Linked DNA regions of Capsicum annuum: region 2 is linked to region 1. The links are chromatin contacts, called in public Hi-C maps. All regions are on one chromosome and are shown on one strand. Each heading gives the region's core, a stretch centred on a gene start, on an enhancer-like site or on the middle of the called end of the contact. The rest is flanking DNA. Distances are from core to core; before and after follow the strand shown. Region 1 holds the start of LOC107863793 (serine/threonine-protein kinase Nek2). Region 2 overlaps LOC107863792 (sulfate transporter 3.1).

Evidence for each region. Hi-C and Micro-C count contacts between places; a contact is called where the count stands out from the background.
Region 2: a Hi-C map of bud shows a contact between it and region 1, with 4 times the contacts expected there. The contact joins the enhancer-like site here to the promoter of LOC107863793 in region 1. A contact is called at or near these places in 2 of 5 Hi-C or Micro-C datasets (bud and leaf).

What each region holds. Positions count from the first base shown.
Region 1 is chr3:62,917,845-62,925,514 of UCD10Xv1.1, reverse strand. LOC107863793 (serine/threonine-protein kinase Nek2) reads left to right here and starts at 3,614. Exons shown (of 15, transcript XM_016709931.2): 1 at 3,614-3,826; 2 at 4,836-5,005; 3 at 5,155-5,221; 4 at 5,707-5,772; 5 at 6,247-6,293; 6 at 6,423-6,468; 7 at 6,584-6,664; 8 at 6,755-6,797; 9 at 6,870-6,919; 10 at 7,000-7,081; 11 at 7,163-7,212. The coding sequence starts at 4,920.
Region 2 is chr3:63,098,616-63,106,285 of UCD10Xv1.1, reverse strand. LOC107863792 (sulfate transporter 3.1) reads right to left here. Exons shown (of 12, transcript XM_016709927.2): 3 at 7,340-7,511; 4 at 6,917-6,982; 5 at 6,144-6,257; 6 at 4,787-4,903; 7 at 3,919-4,045; 8 at 2,771-3,057; 9 at 1,984-2,174; 10 at 1,797-1,879; 11 at 1,260-1,336; 12 at 724-1,155. The coding sequence ends at 970. Among protein-coding and RNA genes, the nearest start is that of LOC107863792, 5.3 kb to the right of the region's middle. Within about 2 kb of position 4,480, at least 4 of the 5 cell types and tissues checked have an H3K27ac peak or open chromatin away from gene starts, as enhancers often do. A contact at or near this core is called in bud and leaf, where this site is marked.

The DNA of each region.
Region 1 (7,670 bases), core at 2,365-4,864:
TTAGTCTCCATGCTCACTTATATCTAGCAGGCAGGGTTTATTTTTCGAATTCATTTCCATATATTGTGATAACTTCAATTGGAAACAAGACTACTAGTAAATTATGAAAGAGCAGAACAAAACTCAACCAACCTAGAGATGGCTAGCTATAATATGAATAATCAGAGTTTTTATGTTCATAAGGTTTTTCAATTAAACTAGTTGTGTCTGGCCTTCTTGATTGCTGTTCGTAAAGCGTCAAGCTATCAGATCACGTTGGTAAATAATAAGCTTTAATCCCAACAGTTAAGTGTGACTTTCCATATAACGTCTGATTCATTGTAGAAATTGTATGAGTCCGTTGACCTGTGAGTTAAGTCGTGTCTTCTTTCTTACTCCCTTCATTTCAATTTGTTTGTCCTAATTTGCTTTTTAGTCCATACGAAAGAATGCCCTTTTCTTTTTTAACTTTTTAGTTCTAACTTTCCACTTGATGTGTTCTCTTTAGTCGCTTAAGATTTCGTTCATTTAAAAACCATTGAGCTTGTTGCTTGATCTATATCTCTGTGTGTTCATGTGTGTGTATAAGCTCTTTTCTACCTAAACTTTTGTTTAATATAAGTACATTTTAACTTTTAGTTGTCGTCCTCTTGAGTGAATAGCTATCGCAGGCCTAAATTAACTTGTTACTGCCTAGCATCAACCAAAATTTAGCACAATCCACTGGTTTCTATGTACATTAGACCAATGGAGCAGAAATAAAATATCAATCTCAACTTCGTTAACAACATAAGTCATTCACTTCATTGCAAATACTTCAACTTCATTAACAATATAATACCAACGCTTCTACTTCATTACAACCAACAAAATAGATTTACTTCAATATAATTTCTCCTAACATAGACACGAACATATATTCACTTCGTGATTCCTAAAACATACACAAAGAAAAAAAACACATGAGATGAAAACGATAAATTTTAACTTCTTGATCTTCTTCTCCAAAATGAGAACCTTGGCAGCTTCTTGGGCTGAAATAAGTTTCATCACTTCTCACAATTGCTTCAACAACCTTATCCATCCTTCGGTATTCAATAGCCATGCCAACGGCTTGTTGATACTTGCCATCCTTTGTACACCTAATAAGTCAAAAGAAAGGTAATTATAAATCAGAAGAAACATCCAGAATATAGTGTGAGACTTTTAGGTTCAGATTGTTATTCTTCCACGACAAAAGATGAAAATGCACTTACTTATCAAGCATATTCTCCACGATAGCCTCGAACCTGCGATCCACCTCTGTGGCTTCATACTGGAAACTAGGTACAAAATTTACACCTCTGAATTGAACTCACATGTACTTGATTATATATTATGCATAACAGGGCCAACACTGAACAGGACAAATAGCAGTCCAAGCGGGAATAAGGATACAACAAAAATCATCCAACTTACAAGATATCCATTCTACTAGAAAACCCATATAGATTTCGAATTAGGACCTCACAACACAATTGAAAATCCAAGATACATAAGGCTTACCAAAATTTATGAATATGTAAAATGAATACTCCAAAAAGTAGAAGAAAGAAGTAGACAATCAATAGCAACCAAAGGTAACATCAGAACAACGAAAATCCCTACATTTTACCACGAGAAGAGAGCTGTTATCTAGCTTCTTGCATCAGCAATAGATTTATTTATACTACTAATTTGCAAAGAGTTATTTATACTACTAATTTGGGTTTCATATTTGAAAATACTATGAGTAGATAATAGAAAAAGTTTCAATGACATGATCAGTACATAAATTGAGAGAAGGAATGCAAATCAGATACCATTTCGGTCCGAACAAAACAAAAAAATAACATCTTGAGATAAGGTTGATTCATTAATTAGCCATTGTCACAACCAAAGCTAGTGATTGCCACCAAATATTCATCAATTCAACAAACAAAATATGACAATGGAGCTTTCCTTTTCGAATGAATTCAAAGAGCAACTGCAGTGAACCCTAGTGTAAATTTTTTCTTTCGAGAGAGAGAAATAAGAAGGCACAGAGAAAGATGTTCCTTTTTTCTTTGTTATTTTATTTTGGGTCGGGTTATTTTAATTGGGTCGAATTTTTAATTTAGGTGATAAAATTAAAGATGACATGGAGGTGATATGGCATGGCCACGTGGCTTTTTTTTTTACCTACGTGGCATGCTTGGTGGAATTTTGTTAGAGGGAAGGGCATTTTTGAGCCAAATATTTAACGGAGGGGCATTTTTTATCCTAAAAACTAACGAGAGGCATTTTTGATCCATTTTATATAGTTCAGGGGTATTTTTGAATCTTTTCCGTTCTAAAAATATAATAGATACAAAAGTAAACAAAATTAAATATTAAACTCACTAAACTTAAATATTAAATTTACCTCTACAGATAACACTGACAAAAAATAGCAATTACTCAATAAAATTATCGAGATATGAGCAAGTTAGTCTAGATATCATGATTATAAAGAAATCAAATTGAGGGGTCGTTAGGCCATGCAATATGAAGTCATGATTTGAAATGCTGATATGAAATCATAATTTGAAATTATGAGATGAAGTTGAAGTTTTGTTTGAACATGCAATTTGAGCTTTTTATGTTTTATGTTTTCTCATGAACATAAAAATCTCACAAGTTGTGAAAACTATCAAAATTACCCCAATTCTATAATCTTTATCAACGAAGAAAAAGTTTATCACAAAGTATAATGCACTATTACACAATTATTATAAAAAAAAATATAACATTTATTGATTAAACTTTAGTTCAATAAAAAAGTAAAATTGAACATGAGTTATAGTGTACTACTCTTCAATATAATCATCTCACATAGTTGATAGTACGGACCATCTGCTCTCGTTGAGTTTGCATTTCTCGATCAGATAATCGAGAAGACTAATCAACATTGTTACTTTGATTATTGTTGGTCAATATCATTAGTAACTATATCTTCATGTTCATGTACTATGAATATTTCATCACTCCTTTAATTCACTATGAAAAATTATATTTTTTAATGAATGAATTTGAGAAACTTATATTTTTTAATGAATGAATTTTCTAGTGGTAAAGTAGGAGTTGATTTGAAGTTATAATAAATTTAATGTTTGTGAGGGTAATAGTTACTGAGATATAAATAGTTTAAAGAGTAATAATATGGACTATAAATTCTTTTTACATATGAATAAATGAACAATGAAGTGCTTTTTTTTTTTACAAAACATTAACTTTTGTATTTGAAAATTTTCAAATCATGATTTGAAGTTTTCAAATCATTTTTTTAAAAAAATATTTGAGATTTTAGTCATTATATGAAATCATGACATAAAATTGAATAACTAATATTGATTTCATGTCATAATTTTATATCACAAATATGAAATCGCATTCGCATGTCGAAACGTAAGTAATAGTTAGTGGACATGTCAAGAATGTTTTCCTAACTAAGATAAAGAAATGACCCCTTCTAATTTAGACTTGGGGATGGGACAACTTTCAAGTTTGTTCAGCCCCATGACTTACTTGTGGGACAAAAAATTGATTTTAAAAAAACGAAAGAACTTTTTGAAATAAATAAAAGAAGAAAAGGAAAAGTTTGAAAATGTCACATTTGAAAGGGGGGCATCATCTCTTTTTGCTTAGTTTACAATTCTTTTACCGCTCTCCATTCTCTTTCTTTCTCTGTTCACTGAATTAAATAATTCAACAACTAGTCTCATTCTCCCTTCAACTAATCGAATGGCGTTCCTGTTTTCGCATTTCCATTAGCGCTCTTCTCCCAATTCTTCTTCGTAATCAGTTTCAGGTACGTAATGGAGCATAGTATTTGATTTTTCCATGTTTATCGGTTCAACATTTTTCAAACTCGGTATTATATTTTGCTTTTCTGTGCGTTACATTTTGTTTTAGGAGTTCTTTGTGAGGCCTTATTGTTTGGCAATTAGGTTTAGTATTTGTTTTTACTTCGAGCGGTTGATAACCGTGGTGTCCAGACCAGCTTTCTCACCCACCCCGACTAATTCCACGGAATATTTCTCACAAGCAACAAGTACCATTTAACTCTATCCCGTCTGCAGTTGTCTTTGAAGGTTTCAAAATGGAGTCTTTAGGTGGCGTTTTCCCGCTTTTTGGTGCTAATTGCCACTGTCTTTTCCTTTATATATTTCCTATGCTGAGGGCTTAAGAGCTTGTACAGCTTCTGAAATCTTATGCAAGGCGTAGAACTACTTGGATTACGTTTTTTCATGTATATACTGTACTCAAGGATCGAGAAATTGTGTTTTTTGATGGAAATTTATGGAATAACCTAAACTCCTGATTAGAATTTCTTAGTGATTAGTTGTATGTACGAATTGATTAATTTATTACATTTTCAAATGGTCTATGAAATTCGAATTGTACCCAAGGGTGTGGCATGGTACTCAATGAAGTAGGTTGAGAACATGAAGTTAGGTTCAAATCCTAGTAGAGAAAAACAATAAGTGATTCTTCCCATCTGTCCTAGCATTGGTGGACAAAGTTACCTGGCACCTGGTACTGTTGCTGGTGAGAGCTTGCAATATCCTTGGAATTAGTCGAGGTGCGAGAAAGTTAGCCCTGAACACCACGGTTATCAAAAAAAAAAGTTGAATTGTCTCTAGATATTCAAGACGTTGTAAATATTTGCTATTATTTTCGTCCTGTAATGACTATTGAAACACGCTCTGGATTGAAGAGGTGATGCTAATGCTTTCTGCTGAGTGCTTAGCAAATTCCTGTGTTTTCAAAAAAATTCTAATAGATGCATTTTCTGTTGATGTAAAAGATGTTTGCAGGTTGTGCGACGATATATCACCTGTGAAAAAATTACATCTGGATTGAAATCTGTTTGAAGCAAAAGTGGTCTTCTAGCTCATAAGATGGAAAATTATGAGATTTTGGAGCAGATTGGGAAAGGTTCCTTTGGCTCTGCACTACTTGTAAGGCATAAACAAGAAAAGAAGAAGTAAGGAGATGTGCAACCTTTTCTCAGTCCATCTGTTATACTTTGTTCTTTGTTACTGTGTCCATTTTATGTCATGAATTATTTCATTATTGTGGTGTTCTCTTTATTTTGATATCTGACTTTTCTCTTCTTTTGTTCTGTTCCTAAAGATATGTTATGAAAAAAATCCGCTTAGCTCGCCAAACAGAGAGAACACGCAGATCTGCCCACCAGGAGGTTAGCGTTTATTTTACTTTCTTTGTGATCTGAGAGGATGAACAGGCTAGTCACGTTTTTTCTATAGGGATCTCCTGAAGAGTCTGAAGACATCTGCATATCTTGGCATCTAGAGAAGAAATTTCAGAAGCACTATAGGATTCACTATAATTGTCTTAAATTGTTAAGAAGTTACACAATGAACTGCACATTCTTACCTGATTGGATGAAAGTTAAGTATGCGTTAGGGTTAAACATTTACCAAACTCTTTGATTTGATAAAAGCCACACAGCAATGAAAAGCCTTTTGTTTATAAAGTGAAGTAATAATCAGTTTTGTTGAGGACAATGATACTTGCTTTTCTTAAATGCACCTTGAAAGCTTTAACTCGGCTAGATCTATTCTGCCTAATCTCTTTCTTCCTTCTTTTTTCTTGAGAAAGACTAGGGAATCTGGACGTGCAAGTTTCTATGTGCAATTCTGAACTAAGTTCTTTATTTTTCAGATGGAGCTGATCGCAAGAGTACGAAATCGATTTGTGGTGGAATACAAAGATTCCTGGGTGGAGAAGGTCTGTGCATACTCTTGTCCTTCCACAATTTCACTTCAGAAATATATAAGGAATCAACATACATGTGATAACTTGTCTACTCATGTCAATTACTTGTGGCTGCTCACAATGTGATCAACATGAAAGATTGTTAAGTGGAAGCTTACAAATTGTACAGAAAGTTGCCCATACGGGTTAAATGTTGAGCTATATACGAATTAGAACTGCTTTTTAAGTGAATACTCAGCCCTTGTGCATTGTTATTGTTCAAGGGATTTTGATTAGAATATGCATCTAGGTATCTAAAGGTGTCAGAGGTATATTGATTATTCAAAATGGTTAATTTGGATTTTACTGGGAAAAAGGTGGTGCTACAAATCCAATTTTAGCAAATATTCTTAAGTTTTAACAGACCAATACATGGAGTGGTACATAAGTTATCTTAGATATGCCTAAACCTTTGAGTTGTTCGTAATGTGGTATCCCAATTTTCAGGGATGCTACGTGTGCATTATTATTGGGTATTGTGAAGCTGGTGATATGTAAGTCATCTTTCCTTTTCCTATGAACTAATTTCAGAATATTGGACCTTAAGGCCTGAGCACCTGAATCTAGTTGCTTATGTTTTTCTGCCTACTTGTCGTTTGATCATCTCTTCATTCTTTATACAGGGCAGATGCTATTAAGAGAGCTAATGGTGTTCTTTTCCCTGAGGAGGTCGTTATTAACATTTACATTTCCTTCTGACTCATACCCTCCTGCCTCCACCAAATTTAATTCCTAATATTGAGACCATTTCCTTTCCTGAATTCTAATACTGACTGATAAGCAGAAGCTTTGTAAGTGGCTAGTTCAACTGTTGATGGCACTTGATCACTTGCATACAAACCATATAATCCACCGTGATGTCAAGGTGAATTGCATATCTCTTCTATGTTATTCCATAAGGTTTTTCTTTCTCTATTTCATAGATTTGTTAGTTGATTTAACTTTTTTGCTCCAGTGTTCAAATATTTTTCTGACTAAAGAGCACGATATACGTCTAGGTAATCCCCTTACCGTATAACTTGAAGTTGGGTTGATTGTCTTTTAGTATTCATTTCAAGAGTTGTTTTCAGGTGATTTTGGTCTTGCTAAAATACTGTCTACCGATGATCTTGCTTCCTCTGTAAGTAACTTGTCTGCGAATATTCTGTATTTGTGCTTGTTGATTTGATTAGTCTGGTGATGAGGCATGTTGGTTGTCAGGTTGTGGGCACTCCAACTTATATGTGTCCAGAGCTTCTCGCTGATATACCCTATGGTTGCAAATCAGACATCTGGTCTTTGGGTAACTCTACCTTTCCTTGCTTCACATGGAATCACTTTTAGTTTAGATGCAAGCAGCTTTGCTGACTGTTTGCATATCCAGGTTGCTGCTTGTATGAAATGACTTCTCACAAGCCGGCATTCAAAGCATTTGTAAGTCATGAAATAGTACTTTCCAGACTATGAAATTCTAGTACCATCATGAGCTATATAATCAATTACCAAATCATAGGTACAGCTGACAGTTTTAGGGAACATACTGGCAATTCAGATGGCATATTTGTTTTTTAAAATAGTATCTGCTATAAATATTAACTTTTAGCATATGGGCCATTTATGTATGATTGGTATACACTTCCATGCAAGAAGTGAGAGCTGGAGTGGTAATTCAAGGATGCAGTTAGAGAAATTGTAGATTGGTTGAAAATGGGAGTACCTCTCATCATGAGTGCAAGCAGTGAAATAAATGGAGGAAAGCACTCCGAGTGGGGTTAGAGTTGCAGAAGTTAACATTGCCTTTCCAATCAAAAGTGGTGCAACTGTTAGATGTAACTCTGGCTTCCTGCTGGTTCTTTGGCGAGGCTATTTGTGTTGATTTTAATCCATGCCTT
Region 2 (7,670 bases), core at 3,231-5,730, 180 kb before region 1:
TTGAGGACAAAAAATGGTTAAGAGTTGTGTGATTTGTATTGAGAACTATGTATCAAAGATTGATGGTTCAAGGATATTAGATCGATTGACTGCTCAAGTATGTCCAATATATATTCATTGGGAAGTTTAAAGGATAATCTATTTATTTAGAGACAGTTAATTCTTAACCGTGAATAACATAGTTTTTGCATGTTTTTAAACATATCACAATTCTTCGTTCATGTGGAGAATTATTGGATTTTTGGTGTGAATGGGGTCGAATCCATGACCTTTAAGTTGGATTGTGAATGAGAAATGTAGGGTGTTTTCCAATATTGGAGGAAAGAAGAATTTATTAGGTATAAAAGAAAAGCACTTCTACAACTAGCTTCAAGAGTTGGAAAGACGGCAAGCTTTTGTGCCATCGGATTCAAAATCTGTCGAATGATTTGGTTGATTGATTTTTTTGAATACAACGAAGAAAATTCTATTCTATCCTAAGAGGAAATCATCCAATACTTTAGTATGTTTGAGGGATCAAATTTCTGAAGGACACATAGTTTCTACAAGTTATAGATTAAACTTATACTTATTTTATTAATTTCGGTTTATAGGGTATGTTTAGTGGATAACAAGGATTCAAATATACAATCATACAAATGGTCTCAAATAGATGTAGAAGCAGGAGATGCATTTGTAGGTAAGTAAAATTTTCTGGCAATCTTGAGATGCTACAAATATATGTACAGGTAAAACAATTTTTCTTTAATTGAGCTTAATACCGTGTAACAAATGATATGGAGAAAAAAAAATCCTCCCAACTCTTTACGTGGAAGGTATAATGTCTATAAAATTTGGCAAACAACTCAAAGCTCAAATTAATTAAGCCAATATATGTTGCACAGCCTTGTTATACTTAAAGTCGATGCATCGCCATTAATAACATATATCTACAGATCAAATAACTTTAATATTGAAATTAAAGAGTTATCAAACGTTGTTGCTAAATGAACTATCGTCTGTGCCTGATTTTGGTTTGCAGGAGTGAAGCATGTAATTGCATGATTCCACAGCTTCCCCAACAGTAAGAAATATCCATTCTTGTCCTAGTGTTTCTATGAATTTGGATTTGTTCAATTTCTTCATTACCTCTGCACCTGGATTTGCCAATACAAGCTGCAACAATCCAACAAAAAAATCCATGTACAATATATTATACTTTTGTTGCATATATAATTAGCAAGTCATAAATTGCAAAAGAACTGTCAAAAGAGACCCACCTTGAGATCTCTCCTATCAAGATTTTTCTTGACTTCTTCTAGCATGCTAATTCCGCTAGTATCAATGTTGCCTACAGCTGCACATCATATAAAGACTATTACTATGATTTAATATATAATTTTTATATACATTGTCAACTAAAATCGACCTACAACAATAGTTAACTCTTCATATCAAACCTGATATGGTAACTCGAATAAAACAATGACAACCCACTATAGCTAGTAAATTACACTATGAGTTGAACATTCTTTATGTTTTGATCACTCATATATAACGTAAATCCTTTTAGCACATCTTTTGTTTCTTTTCTACTTTAATTACTTGCATAAAGAAATTTTCAAATTTCAAGGGTTTTATTTTCTATTAGTCTTCGATTTTGGTTATGGGGCCCAATTTAAATCCCAATTCTAAATTTTTTTGATTCGCAATGCTTAAACTCGAAGCTTCTGTTAAGGGTGGAGGATTTCGCACATCCTATCACAACATTTGGCAGTCAAACTTCAAAATCGTAAACATAGGAGATGTTAATTTACCTCCCATGTCAAGTATAACATATTGTAATGTCTCCCCAGAAGATTTTAACTTGTCTTCCTCATCGTCAATCCACCTTGAGATCCTATAAAAAGTGAAAATTAGAGTTCATAATTAGTGTTTATATGAATAAATTAGGAAGAGGATATAGTTTATAATATAGATATTGTAGAGTTAAATATTAATTACCTTTCTCTTAAGTAGCTAGCATTGGTAAAGTAAATGGGTGCACCAAGGTCAAGTATGAGAACGCCCCCAACACTGTCTGTGTTAGGATATTGCTCAACATTTCTATAAATCTGAGAATCTGGAATGTTACCAAGTACTAGTGTTCTTGGCCTCGATACAAATAGCAACACCCTCAACACCGATAAAGCAACCTGCATTTGTGTTAAATGCTTAGACAATTAAAAATGAAATCTTTGATTAATTGAAAATAAAGACAAGTTTAGCTAAAGAGAACAAAGTATTTATAATATATACGTTTAAGTTCTACGCAATGATGGTGCAAAAGAAAAAATAATTATAAAATCAAGTTATTTATAAGACAATTATATGTTATGATAACGTCCATTAATTAGAAAACTAGTAAAAAATGATAATTAACCTATGATCACAAGATAACCTACAATGCTAATGTTACCAATCTTAACACAATCAATGTTTAGCTAAGGGGTCGGTTCTATACATCGACATGGTGAAAGAAATACTTACATAATTAGTTCACTTAAAAGACAATTATTGATAACCATATATATGATTTAACTTATACATATGCTAACATTAGAATTTCTATTTGTACTGTCATGTAATTTTTCGTGTTGTAGTATGTTTCTGTTTTGTTGTCTAAGTAACTAGTTTCATTTATTATATATAGACATTAGCTATTTGCAATTATGATTTTAATCAATGTAATTATTCTTTGCACTATCGATCTATATAAGTTAAAAGACTGTTGTTAGGAAGGAATACGCACAGCAATGACTAAGCCAATTTCGACACTGGCAAAAACGACACCAAAGAATGCACTCATGCAGACCAAGAAATCAAATTTGTCAACATGCCACAGATGAATTGCAGCATTATAGTCGATGAGTCCGAGCATGGCAGCAACAATTATGGATGACAAGACCACTAATGGAGTGTAGTGGAACAATGGCGTTAGCACCAACAATGTAACCATGACTGCTAGTGCCATGACTATGTTTGATACTGCTGTCTTGCATCCTGCATTGAAATTCACCGCAGATCGAGAAAATGGCCCTGCAATTATATTGAACTTTTCCTAATTAACAACGTGATCAAATATCCATATCTACAAATTTGTAAGGAAATTTGACTTTTCGGTGATTTGTGTTTTTTTTGGACAAAGAACACATAATTTAGTGGTTTAGTGATTTTACTGTTACAAAAATTAATTTTGTAACTTTTGCCGCTAGAACCAGTTAATTTAGTGACATTATTATCAATGATAAACCAAGAATTGTTTTAAAAATGTTCAAGATTATATATATAAAATAATTTTTAAATTTTTTCGACGAAGCGTGGTGAACTGGCCACCCTTCACTACCTATGGTTATGCCACTGATTACTATTTACAAAATTAACTTTGTGACTTTAGTACTACAAGTAGTTAGTTTAGTGATATTACAGTTACAAAAAATATTACTTTGTGACTTTATTTAATATTACTAGGATCAAGTTTAGAGCCTGTTTGAATGTTTTAGCTTATATGCCAAAAGTCAATTTTAATTACTTGTGATCACTGTTGGCTTATTTTTGTTTTTTTTGGGCTTAAAATTAAGTACATAAAAAACTTTTTTTTTATTTCACAAATACTAAAAAAATGCTTAAAAACTATTTAATTAAAATTACTTAAAATAAACCAATCCAACGAAATCTTAGTTTCACCCTCCATTGCCACCTACTTTTTTACCATTTCCTTAATAAGATTTTGTCTTGTCTCTTTCTGCATTTATTTGCTACTTTTATTTTTGTCTGCTAGACATTATCCATGGTCCATATAATCACATGCTGATACATGGACCCGACTGAGACATGTTATTTCAGGTAAAAGTAGCTTTCAGGCAAATAAAAGAAAGAGAAAGAGTTGGGAATTGTTACCAGTAGTGAGGTAGCAGGAAGTGCAAGAGCCAACTATGTTCATCATACCAAAAGCAATCATCTCTTTGTTGCCATCTATATTGTAGTTCTTGTACATTGCAAAACTTCTCCCCACTGCTATTCCTTCCTGTCTCATCAGTCCCCATCAAAGAGTTTGATTTTATGAATATTTTTTGTCTTGAGATCATGATGAGTCTAACATAATCTTCATTTCTAAACATATTTTAATACTTACAACTACAAGTACATAGAATACAAAATCTAATTGGTAACTATCATTGAAAAGTCATCGGATTTTAAGTTCACGGCACTATATAGTTACATGATATGAATTGACCACTTATGTTTAATATTCGACGATCTTTTCAGCTCTTTACGTGACACAAACCTCAAGTCTACATGTTGATTAGCTATGTAGCTTGGATTTTTGAAAATTATAGATAATACTAAAGCTAACTATTTTCCCTTTGAAATTTTTCAAAAAAAAATTGTTCAGTGGATATTCTGACTAATATTTTGGTTGAATCAGTGGGAAAAAAATAGTAGTGTAAAAATGAGGAAGTTTTCCAGTGTTTCACCAAGAATATGTTTTCCCAGTGAGCAGGTATGATGGGAAAATGGATGGAATAATCATGCTTCATAGCACAAATTTCTCATTTAATGAGTTGGAAAAAATCTCTATTTCTAATAATGAGACAAAATATGAATGAGATAACATTTTTGAAAAGTCCAAACAACATAGTTGATAAGTAGAATAAGTGTTTTACCACTAGAACAAGTTTCACTAGTTAAATTCTAATCAAATTGTGACAAATAATGCAAAGTAGGTGAAGAACGAGGACAAAAATAAAGGTTGGAAAAAGCTTACAGCAAGAGAAACGACACCAGTGACTATGCCAGTTTTGATAGCTGTAGAAAGATAAGTGCCTCCAAATGACAAATCGGTTATTGACAATGGATTTAACCCTTTCTTCAGCTCCCCTATCTGTTCATTTTTTTTTCATCACATAAACCATATCCTGTTAGTCCACTTGTCCTTTAAATCATAAAACTCTCAAATTATCACATGCTATTTTTTGGCTTATAAATATTGAGTAGATAGAATAATAAAAATTAAAGAAGGGGAACTTAATTTGATCGTATCAAGCCCTTAATAAACAAATTACAAATTACATAAAAATCGAGTTAGATATTAACATCAAATGCATTGCAACTTCTATTCCAGGCCGTTACAGACCTACATTGATTTTATCCACTTACTATATATGAACTTTTATATTACAAAAAATAGTTTTAATAAACAAAGATATTATTGAGAACCCAATGTTAGAAAATAATTTTAGAGTAAAGGCAGCCAAGTAGCCGTAACTTAAAAATCCTGGATCCACCAGAGTGTAAGTTGGTAGGTAGGTAGAGATGTACACAACTAATTCTTCTTCTTCTTCTTTACGACTTGAATAAAGAAATTATCACATAATGATGGAAAGTTTTCATAACTCACGTCTCTCACTCTAATACCATAATATATATCTCAACAAATATGATGAATTATCAGCTACAATAATCCAAAAAAATTGCGTTCTATGTCATCAAATTTGAATGTTAAATTGAGCAAATTCTAGGAAAATGAAGTCGCCATTTAGAAATGTCTATTTCAAAATGTGAAAATACATTGGATAATGGGCAGAGCAATGATTCAATCAACAACACATATGCTGGGCCAGTGTTCTTTAAACATTGAATATCAGTTAATCATGGCATTGGTAGGTCGTCTATTTAGAGAAAACGTGTGCAATACCAAAACCACAAGAATCACAATACAACTTCAACACTTCAAACTCAATAATCCAAATAGCAGAAATATCACATCACTCCCCCACCATAGTGTTTATGTTGTGAAAATAGTATAATAGCGTGGTCATAGTAGCTCAGCAGTCAAATTGAAATCTTTAAGCCAAATTAATTTGTGTTTGTAACTTATAATTCTAACACCTTCTAGAAATTAATAACACGTACTCCCTCCAAGTCCATTTTAGTCCGTTACCCTTTTAATTAATATTCCTTCGTCCTATTAGTCGTCATGTTTAAGTCACAATAATTCCTCTACTATCAATACATTAAAAAATGTCTTAAAATATTGGTCAAAATTAATCTAGTTAAACTCTCAAATATGAAACATGAGAAGTAAAATGGACCGGAGGCAGTACAAAATTAAAGGTGCTTACCACTTGAATGCCGTGATTTTCAGCGTGGGTGAAATAAACAAGAATCGTTCCCAGTATGACGGACGTCAATGGAGCCATTGCTGATACCCAGAAAAACTTTGGTCTTTTTTGGCTCTGCATGCATGCATTTCCATTAGTATTAGTATGTATATTAACAATCATCGATTATTTGATCTAATCAATCAGAAGTTAAACCATCAATTATATTGAATCGGAGGAACATACTCCTCTGTTTTATTTTACGTGACCCTTATTGGCTTGACACACCCCTTAAGAAAATTTTAATTAGAGATGATTTTATTAGATTAACCTTATTAATGATTTTTTTGAACTCTAAATTTGATTATAGTGTAGTTATTTAATACTCCATCCGTTTCATAATAAGTGAATTGTTTGAATAATTTTAGTGTTTCAAAATAAGTGAATGGTTCACAATTCAAGGTAAATGTTGAAATTTTTTTCTAAATTTATCCTCCATTAAATGTGCATTGGGAGTGATGTATTATGTGTTTTTGCTTTTTGAAGAGGATAAAAATAGAAAAATATGATAAATTTATGTCTTTGCTTTTTTTTCTTAACATGTGTGTCAAAATCTAACAATTAACTTATTGTGGAACGAAGAGAGTACTAACTTACTAAGAAAAAAAGGTAAAAATATAACAAAATTCTTTTAATTTTATAAATTGGACAAGTAAAACTAGTTTTAGCATGGGACTAAAATGAAATGGAGGAGTAATATATATTGACGTTTGAAAAGGTAAAAGTTAACTTACGAAGAATCTAGCCGCAAGCAGGTAGAAAAGGAAACAGAAACCCAACAACGCACTCTGCCATCGCCACTGCAATTATTATTTTTCATTAACCATAACCAAACGTCCAAAAGTCATACTACATATAGTAAAAAAGATAAAACTAATAAATCCTCATGACTTAATTTTAACTATAAAACTGTACAGCATACGTAGTACTACTCTTTTAATTTGATTCTCCACATAAGAAAAAGTTAATAGCAGAATGAGATTTGATTGAGAAACTAAAGATTAATTGTCGCACATGAATTAAGAGCAAACCTAAAATGGCTACCACTTGACATTTCAAGGACGTATATTACAAGAAGTTAAATAATTACAATTAAATAGTTTTTTTTACAATATATACGTATAACATAAATCAAGTATCAAGTATTATATTTATACCTCATGCGTTTGGGTAAAAACGGAACGTAAGACGGAAACAATATCAGTGGACTGAGTGAAATGGTCAAGACCAAGTATTCCCTTTAGCTGCTGGAGTATCACTACTGTGGCTGCTCCTCCCATGAATCCCACGATTGTTGCATGAGATAGAAAATCCACTATGAATCCCAGCCTGCAAAATTGATTCATTTGTTTACCCAGTTAACGTTACCATCAACTTATTACCAGTGGCGGATCCAGAATTTAAAAAGAGTAAGTCCTTACTATAGAAAAAAAAAAAAATCACGTACACCTAACCAACTTCTTGTTTAGTGGATGCTTTTATATAATT